Regions from separate parts of the Mus musculus genome. Here region 1 is linked to region 2. The links are chromatin contacts, called in public HiChIP or PLAC-seq maps. All regions are on one chromosome and are shown on one strand. The core of a region is the stretch at or near the end of the contact, and the rest is flanking DNA. Distances in the headings are between cores, read along the strand shown. Region 1 has its middle 5.7 kb from the start of Mir129-1. Region 2 overlaps Snd1 (staphylococcal nuclease and tudor domain containing 1).

What was found. HiChIP or PLAC-seq counts read pairs in DNA pulled down with a chosen protein or histone mark.
Region 1: a contact with region 2 is called in an H3K4me3 HiChIP or PLAC-seq map of forebrain, with 4 times the contacts expected there. The contact joins two enhancer-like sites. A contact is called at or near these places in 3 of 39 promoter capture datasets (the 3T3-L1 cell line, 3T3-L1-derived adipocytes and hippocampal neurons), 1 of 484 Hi-C or Micro-C datasets (ventricular fibroblasts), 3 of 115 datasets of contacts at active chromatin or transcription factors (embryonic stem cells and forebrain) and 1 of 9 other capture datasets (embryonic stem cells).

The regions. Positions count from the first base shown.
Region 1 is chr6:29,015,260-29,018,509 of GRCm38.p6, forward strand. No RefSeq gene overlaps it. Among named protein-coding and RNA genes, the nearest start is that of Mir129-1, 5.7 kb to the right of the region's middle. Within about 2 kb of position 1,937, at least 27 of the 459 cell types and tissues checked have an H3K27ac peak or open chromatin away from gene starts, as enhancers often do. A contact at or near this core is called in forebrain, where this site is marked.
Region 2 is chr6:28,863,347-28,866,736 of GRCm38.p6, forward strand. All of the region lies in intron 16 of Snd1 (staphylococcal nuclease and tudor domain containing 1), which reads left to right. Among named protein-coding and RNA genes, the nearest start is that of Lrrc4, 33 kb to the left of the region's middle. Within about 2 kb of position 1,500, at least 79 of the 459 cell types and tissues checked have an H3K27ac peak or open chromatin away from gene starts, as enhancers often do. A contact at or near this core is called in forebrain, where this site is marked.

The DNA of each region.
Region 1 (3,250 bases), core at 687-3,186, 150 kb after region 2:
TATGAAATTACACAGCATCTTGTCCGATTTCTGTGGCTGTAACACAATGTCTGAAAATAGGTCGTTTATAAGACGATCCATTTACTTTGCCTCTCAGCTCTGCAAGGTCAAGAGCAAGATGCGACCCTCTTTTCCGTCTCTGGTGAGAGCTGTATGCTTCTCAAGGAGAGGAGAAAGTGCAAGTGGGTGCGTTTGTGTGTGGAAGGCAGGGAGAGGACACAGAGGCAGGCCCACGTTACAATCTGACTCTCCAGAGCCCTCACCCAGCCTCCAGAGAAAAGCATGGATCCCTGTCAACCCCTCCCCACAACACAGCTACCAAACTTCCACAGAACTTTTGGTGGGAACAAAACCACATCCCTGCCATGGAACGGAGGAATATTTATTTGCCTATTGGACCCTCTCCCAGAACTCTCAGGGGAGGGCGGGTCACTTGCATTTAATTGCAATTACAACAGAACGGTGTGGCCCTTAAAGAGAGAGCTTTTCAGCCAATTGCTGCCTGTAGAACCCACTTACACTTACTAGGGCCATGAGCGATGTGAGTCTCTCTCCACTGGCAGCAGTGAGGCTCATAAAACAAGCTGAGACAAGGGTCTACCTTGTCCCCTGACCAGCATCACTTGGTTAAGACACTGAGGCCTGGGTCACAACGCTTCAGTCTCTGCTCTTGGTCCTGCCTGATGTCTACTGGCTCGTGTGTGTTGACAGTGACTTTTTCATTGGCTGCTTTCTCTTGGTCACATTTCTGGCTACTCCTTGGTCTCCCTCTGCCTGATCTTCTTTCTTCTGCCTCTTACTTCCCGGGGAGTAGTAACCAGAAAGCACCCACCTGTGATCAGGGAGCCTGTGCTCTTGTGTCATCGTTGTGACCTGTTGGTGACGAATGGGCATATTAGGGCAAAGTCCCCTGCAGACTCTGGTCAAGCATCTTTCTGTCCACCTGAATCTTAGCATAGTCGAGGACCCCCAACCCAGAGATCCTGCTATCTGACTCAACGGAAGGCTCAGTGAGCTCACCAAGCTGGACCACCACATGGATGGAAAGGTTTATTGGGGGCTCAGATTGCCAAGGCTGTCTCTGGAGGTGGGGGTGGGGGCGGGGAGAAGCAAAATGGCAGAAAAGGAAGCAGATTTTATAGGGCAGTCAACAGGGTGATGGTCCTTGAGCTAGTACAGATTATTCATGACCAAGAACTATAAGGTCAGCCTGAGGTGGGTGACCTTGGGGGAAAGAATTAAGGACATCAGGCAGGACCAAGAGCAGAGGCTCTGAGACATTGTGACCTAGGCCTGGTTAACCCTCCCCTAAAAAAACGTGTTAGAGATCTGCTTTTCTGGTAAACAGAAACCCACCTTCAGGCTTCTGCTCACCAGGTTAGACTCCTGTTCCGGACGTTGCCTCCAGCCCCGTCATTTTGAGGGTCTGCTTTGGACCTAGGACAGACCACCCTTCTTACCTCTTCCTTCTATGCTTCCTGCCTGCTTTGTTCCATCCACCTTCCCTTTCATCCCGTCAACACTAATTATGAGTGCTGGGCGTATAGCTGCTAATAAGACAGGCAGGGCTTCTATCCTCGGGGAGCCAGTCCGGTGGGACGGACAAACATTAAGTCCACCAACAAAGGAATCACAGCCATGCATATAGATCTGCAAACAGAGATGTAAGCGCGCGCGGAGGGAGCACAGGCAGCTCTGCTGTAGACTAACAGGGTCAGTTTAATTTGGGTGCTCGGGGAAGGTCTCTTGGAGGGAGTGATAATTAAGCTCGCTGCTGCAGGCAGTGCCGGAGTTATCCGCAGAAGTGGGAGGGACCCCGTTCCCTGAAGAGGGGACAGCAAGGGCAAAGACCCCGAGGCGAGCGTGGAGTCTTCAAGGAGCTGGAGGCATGCCAATAAGGCTGGAGCGTCCAGGGAGAGGAGAAGATTGACACAGGAGATGCGTGGGCTGAAGGCAGGTGATTGGACGGGAATTACTTTTAAGAGCGCCACTTAAGGGTTTCTCTGGTGGTGGAGGAAGAAAAGCAGATTTGCATTTAAATTTGGGGGGATTGGAGGAGCAAGAGCTCCTGTGGAGTGCACTGGTAGGAAGCCACTAGTCTCTGAGATCACAAGGGCACCAGGTCCTCCTCAGGGCAGGGCAGGGGGAGGGGGGGGAGGGGTGGCCAGGGACAAATAGAGAGCTTCTGAAACATTTAGCAGTTCGACCTTGAGACTTTTAAAATAAGGAATAAGAAAATAGAGCTGCCACCGTGGCAGGAGCAGTGACAGCTCTCGCACAGTGGACCCAAGGTCACTCACACACTCTTTTGGAGTGTGGGCTCAGCCTCTGCTCGGCGTGCATCCTTTCCTTTGTGTGAGCCAAACCATGACTCTGAGGACTTTCCCAGGGCGGGGCTGGAGCCTTCCTCGCTGTCTTGGTCAACTTTGGCATCTTAGGTTGGGGGACAGTGCTGAGGAAATCATCCTGGAAGAGTAGAGGTGACCATAGCACAGTGACACACACCCCCCGCCCCTCAAACTGCACACCTCCCTCCCCGCTCTAGCTTCTATCTCTGCCTCCTCCTGTCATTTTTCTACCCTTCGTGTGCTGTCCTCATTACCGAATCCTCCTTGAGGACATTGCTGATCCCTGTGCATCATGGGTCCTTCACACCTCCTTATTGAACTGGACTGCTTGTGGTATAAGATCTAGCCACCTTATCTCCTCTTGGGGCAGCCTCCCTTCCTTCTTCACTGGGACCCCTCTCCCCACCTGTAAGTACCCCTTCCTTTCTTGTCTATATTATATCCTACGTTTGCTGCAGCTCAGTCTCCTCCCACCTACCTAAGCTAATCTGCACCCCATTGCTGCTCATTAGTTCATTATAACTCTACGTCCTACCTCCAGCCTGTCCTGCTTCCATTTCCTGCTCAAAACCCTTTAGAGATGGCCCACGGCCCACTGGTGGATCTGCAAACCTATCCGCTGGGGGGAACACCAAGCTTTGGTGGAAGTCTTTTCGTTCCCTTCCCTCTCTGTGTTTTGATACTTTGTGTCTTTTATCTGCTCTCAAACTACCTCAAACTTTCCCATAACTACCCAAACTCAACCTCTTTGGAGAAGCTTTCCAGACTTCTCTCCCTCATCCCATCCATCTTGGAGAGTCTCAGCTTCCTGAGTTCCTCCAGCCCTGGATTTGTCCTCCACCATTGTTTGACCTATGGACGCCAGCTGTATCCCATCACTAGTGATGCAGGAGTTGAGCAGC
Region 2 (3,390 bases), core at 250-2,749:
TCCAGCCTGAAGTGTGGGGCAGTGCAGATAAAGAAGGAAGAGTATCAGTCAGTAGAGTCAGAATGAGTGGAGTCATTGTGACAGTACCTGGAGCCCAAGAAGTGACCCTCACTGCCACCTGAGAAGAGAGGGCTTCCTAGTAAAGGTGACAGAGTGAGGGTTGGACTCACTCCCTGGTACGGTTGAATTTGGTAGTGAGGCCTGGGCTGTGGGTATACTGGCCACTCAGAGTAATAGAATGGAAGAACTCTCCACAATATGCCCTGGGAATATCTGTGTTTAGAGGTCATGCTGTTGAGGAAGAATTCTCAGCTAAGATCAAGAAAAAGCCAAGATTGAAGATCAGAGATCTAAAAACAGACTGTTTCAAAAAGATAGGGGTTGCTTAGCTTGGTCAGATCATTTGAAAGGTCAGAAATGATGAAGTCTGCAAAGAAATTATGAAAATGGCAATGAAGAGGTCCTGAGTGACCTTGTGAGGTAACAGTGACTGTAGGAACTGGTCCATTGGACAGGGAGAGTGGGATGGAGGGAGTGGGCACTTGCAGAAAGCTCTGGATGAGGGGAGAAAGGTGGGCAGGCCGGGTTAAGATCTGGATGGTGGTGATGGGCAGTAGCCAGAAAGGCAGTGTAGAAGGTAAGTGACAGAAGCAGGTATCTACGGTGACCTAAAGGAGAGAGTGTATGCCTTGTGGGTTTCTTTTTCCCTTTAAAATGGATGAAGAGAGCCAGGTGTGGTGGCACACACCTTTAATCCCAGCACTTGGGAGGCAGAGGCAGGTGGATTTCTGAGTTCGAGGACAGCCAGGGCTACAGAGAAACCCTGTCTCAAAAAAAACAAAAAAAAACAAAAAAAATGGATGGAGAGGAAAGAAATAACCATGGATGCCAATCTAAGTGGGTGTTCAGTCTAAGCAAAGTAGAGGGCCTCTCAGTGACATTGCCCGCAGTGTGTTGGGTAAAGGAGCTTGAGAATTGGGGGTCTCCGATGGAAAACTGCCATTTGAACATGACCTGTAGGACATCTAGTTACTTATAGTCCATGCAAGAGATTTGCTAGCCTTGGGCACTTGCTACATAGATCATACACACATTGATTTCCTACTACAAAAATAGGCTGAAACCTAGCTCCGTGTTCCTTCAAGGCAGGTATAGCTTTTGAAGCCAGAGAATACACTGGCTGGGCTTGGGTAAGAAAACAGTCGTCTTGCCTCCCTTTGGCTAAGACCACTCTCCACATGAGCTAGCAAGCACCAGAAGGATCAGAACCATTCAGAAAAATCTCAGAGCATGCCTCTTGCTTGGTGAGGAACAGTCCAAGCTCCTTCCAGATCTGTCACATTTCCTGTGTGAAGCTCGGGGAAGAGAGAGTTAACTCTCCCTCAGGCCTCCAGCCTGGGGTTTTCCTGGGAAGATGAACAGTCTGCTTTCCTTATTGTCTGCACCAAAGGAACAGATTGCGTCAGTTTGTAAACTGTGTTACCGCTTGCAAAGGCCTGGAGTCAGCAGGTTTCCATTTCCCAGCAGACTCCAACGATGCTGATCGCCTTGGCTTCTGCTTCTCTGCCTCAGGCAGGATGGAAAATGTGTTCCCACCCTCTCATCATCCTCACCATAGAGGTGGGGGAGAAGGAGGTCCTTCTAGCCCAGTCCTCTCTCTTGTTACCCAGGCTTTCCCTGTGTTTCCAGTAGCTTCTTGGCCTTAGTTTCTATTCTGCCACCCTGTCTGGACTTCTGGGCATTCCTAGGGCTTTGGCATGGCTCAGTGCTAAGATGTCAGAAAATAAATTATTTGGAAAAGCAATTATTGATATGAGTTAGTCATGAAAGATCATGTGGTATAGAGGTGGCAGGGCATCTCAAGGAGGTATTGATGAGAACGGAGCCACACTGTGCCAGCCGAGTATGAAAGAGCTTGCTGCTGCCCGCCTCAAGCCTGCCCACTCCCCACTGCACTGCACTGATGGTAATGAGACCCAGGAGGCCTTTCATAGGCACAGCCTCCCAGCTCCCAGAGCATTGAATTATTAATTACATTGTGTTAATGTTCATCGTCTCTGAAAGACGTTGGTATGTGTGTGGCCGCGAGGGGAGGCTTGAGTTGGCCGTGTTAAGCTGCTACTATATTAAGGTGAAGTGTCTCCTCGAGTTCTCACTCTAGCCGTGGTAGCCTCACCACAGCTTTGATGCAGCATCAGTGACGGTGGAAAACCCAAATCCACGGCATGAGCCCTCTCTTCGCCAGCGAGGATCTCAGTTATGCTCTGCTTGCCCTGCAATTCCACTCACATTCTCACAAAAGGCAAAATGAGTGGGTTGCAGTCTTTGACTGTCTGCTGTTGCTATAACAGAATAAATGACACTGGTTAGTTTGAGGTTTGTTTGTTTATCAGTTTAGGGTGTTTTGTTGTGGGTTGTTTTGGTTTGTTTGTTTAGGGTATTTTTACTTTGGTTGGTGCTTTGGTTTTTGGTTTGTTTTTAATTAGTTTATTTGGGCTCACAGTTTGGGAAGCCGGAGAGGATGCATTGTCACCAGCACTGACGTCGTCGTGGTGGATGGCATTCTGTCTGGAGCACCTGTGAAAGAAAAGCAGTTTATGATAAACAGACAGAAAATAAGAAGTGGGGAGGGAGTGGGCTGACTCTTCTGTAACAAGCTGGCCCTTCCAAAGAGGGATATCTTCCACCAGGTCCCATCTTTTGTTTGATTGGTTGGTTGGTTGGTTGGTTGGTTGGTTGGCTGAGTGGTTGGTTGGTTGGTTGGCTGAGTGGTTGGTTTGGTGATAGTGGTAATTGTGTTGCAGCAAAATCTCATTATGTACACCGAGGGAGACTCAGAATCCTCCTTCCTCACGCTCCAGAGTTCCGAGATTGTGTGTACATGCTACCATGCCCTCTAGCCTACTTATAAAGATTCCCCATTTCTCAAGCTACCATACTTAGGGTTCTGCCAGACTTTGAGACCAAGGTTACACCACTTGAACCTATTGGCAACAAACCAGCCAAGCCATAGAGGAAGAAGCTGGAGTGTCCCCAGCTCACAGTATCAGTTAGTCATCTTTTCTATTCCCCGCCCTTCCCTTCCATTTTGTCTCCTCTGCAACATGACTAACAAGCAAGGCTTCCCTCTGCCCTTCTTCGACACTCCCCATCTTCTTTTATGTGTTCCTTTACCATAGCTTCAGAAAATCCAGACCAAAGAACCACAGAAATGGGTCAACTCACTTAACTGAGCCCAAAGCAGGCATGATGCACCAGCCAATAGGAGGCAGTTACATTGACCATTGGAGACCAAAGCATTTCTCTAGTCCTTATCAGTTATATGGGCCTTTTAGCCTGTCTGTCACTGATGACTTAAGAGAGTTGAAATCATGAGTGTGGCTGATATGG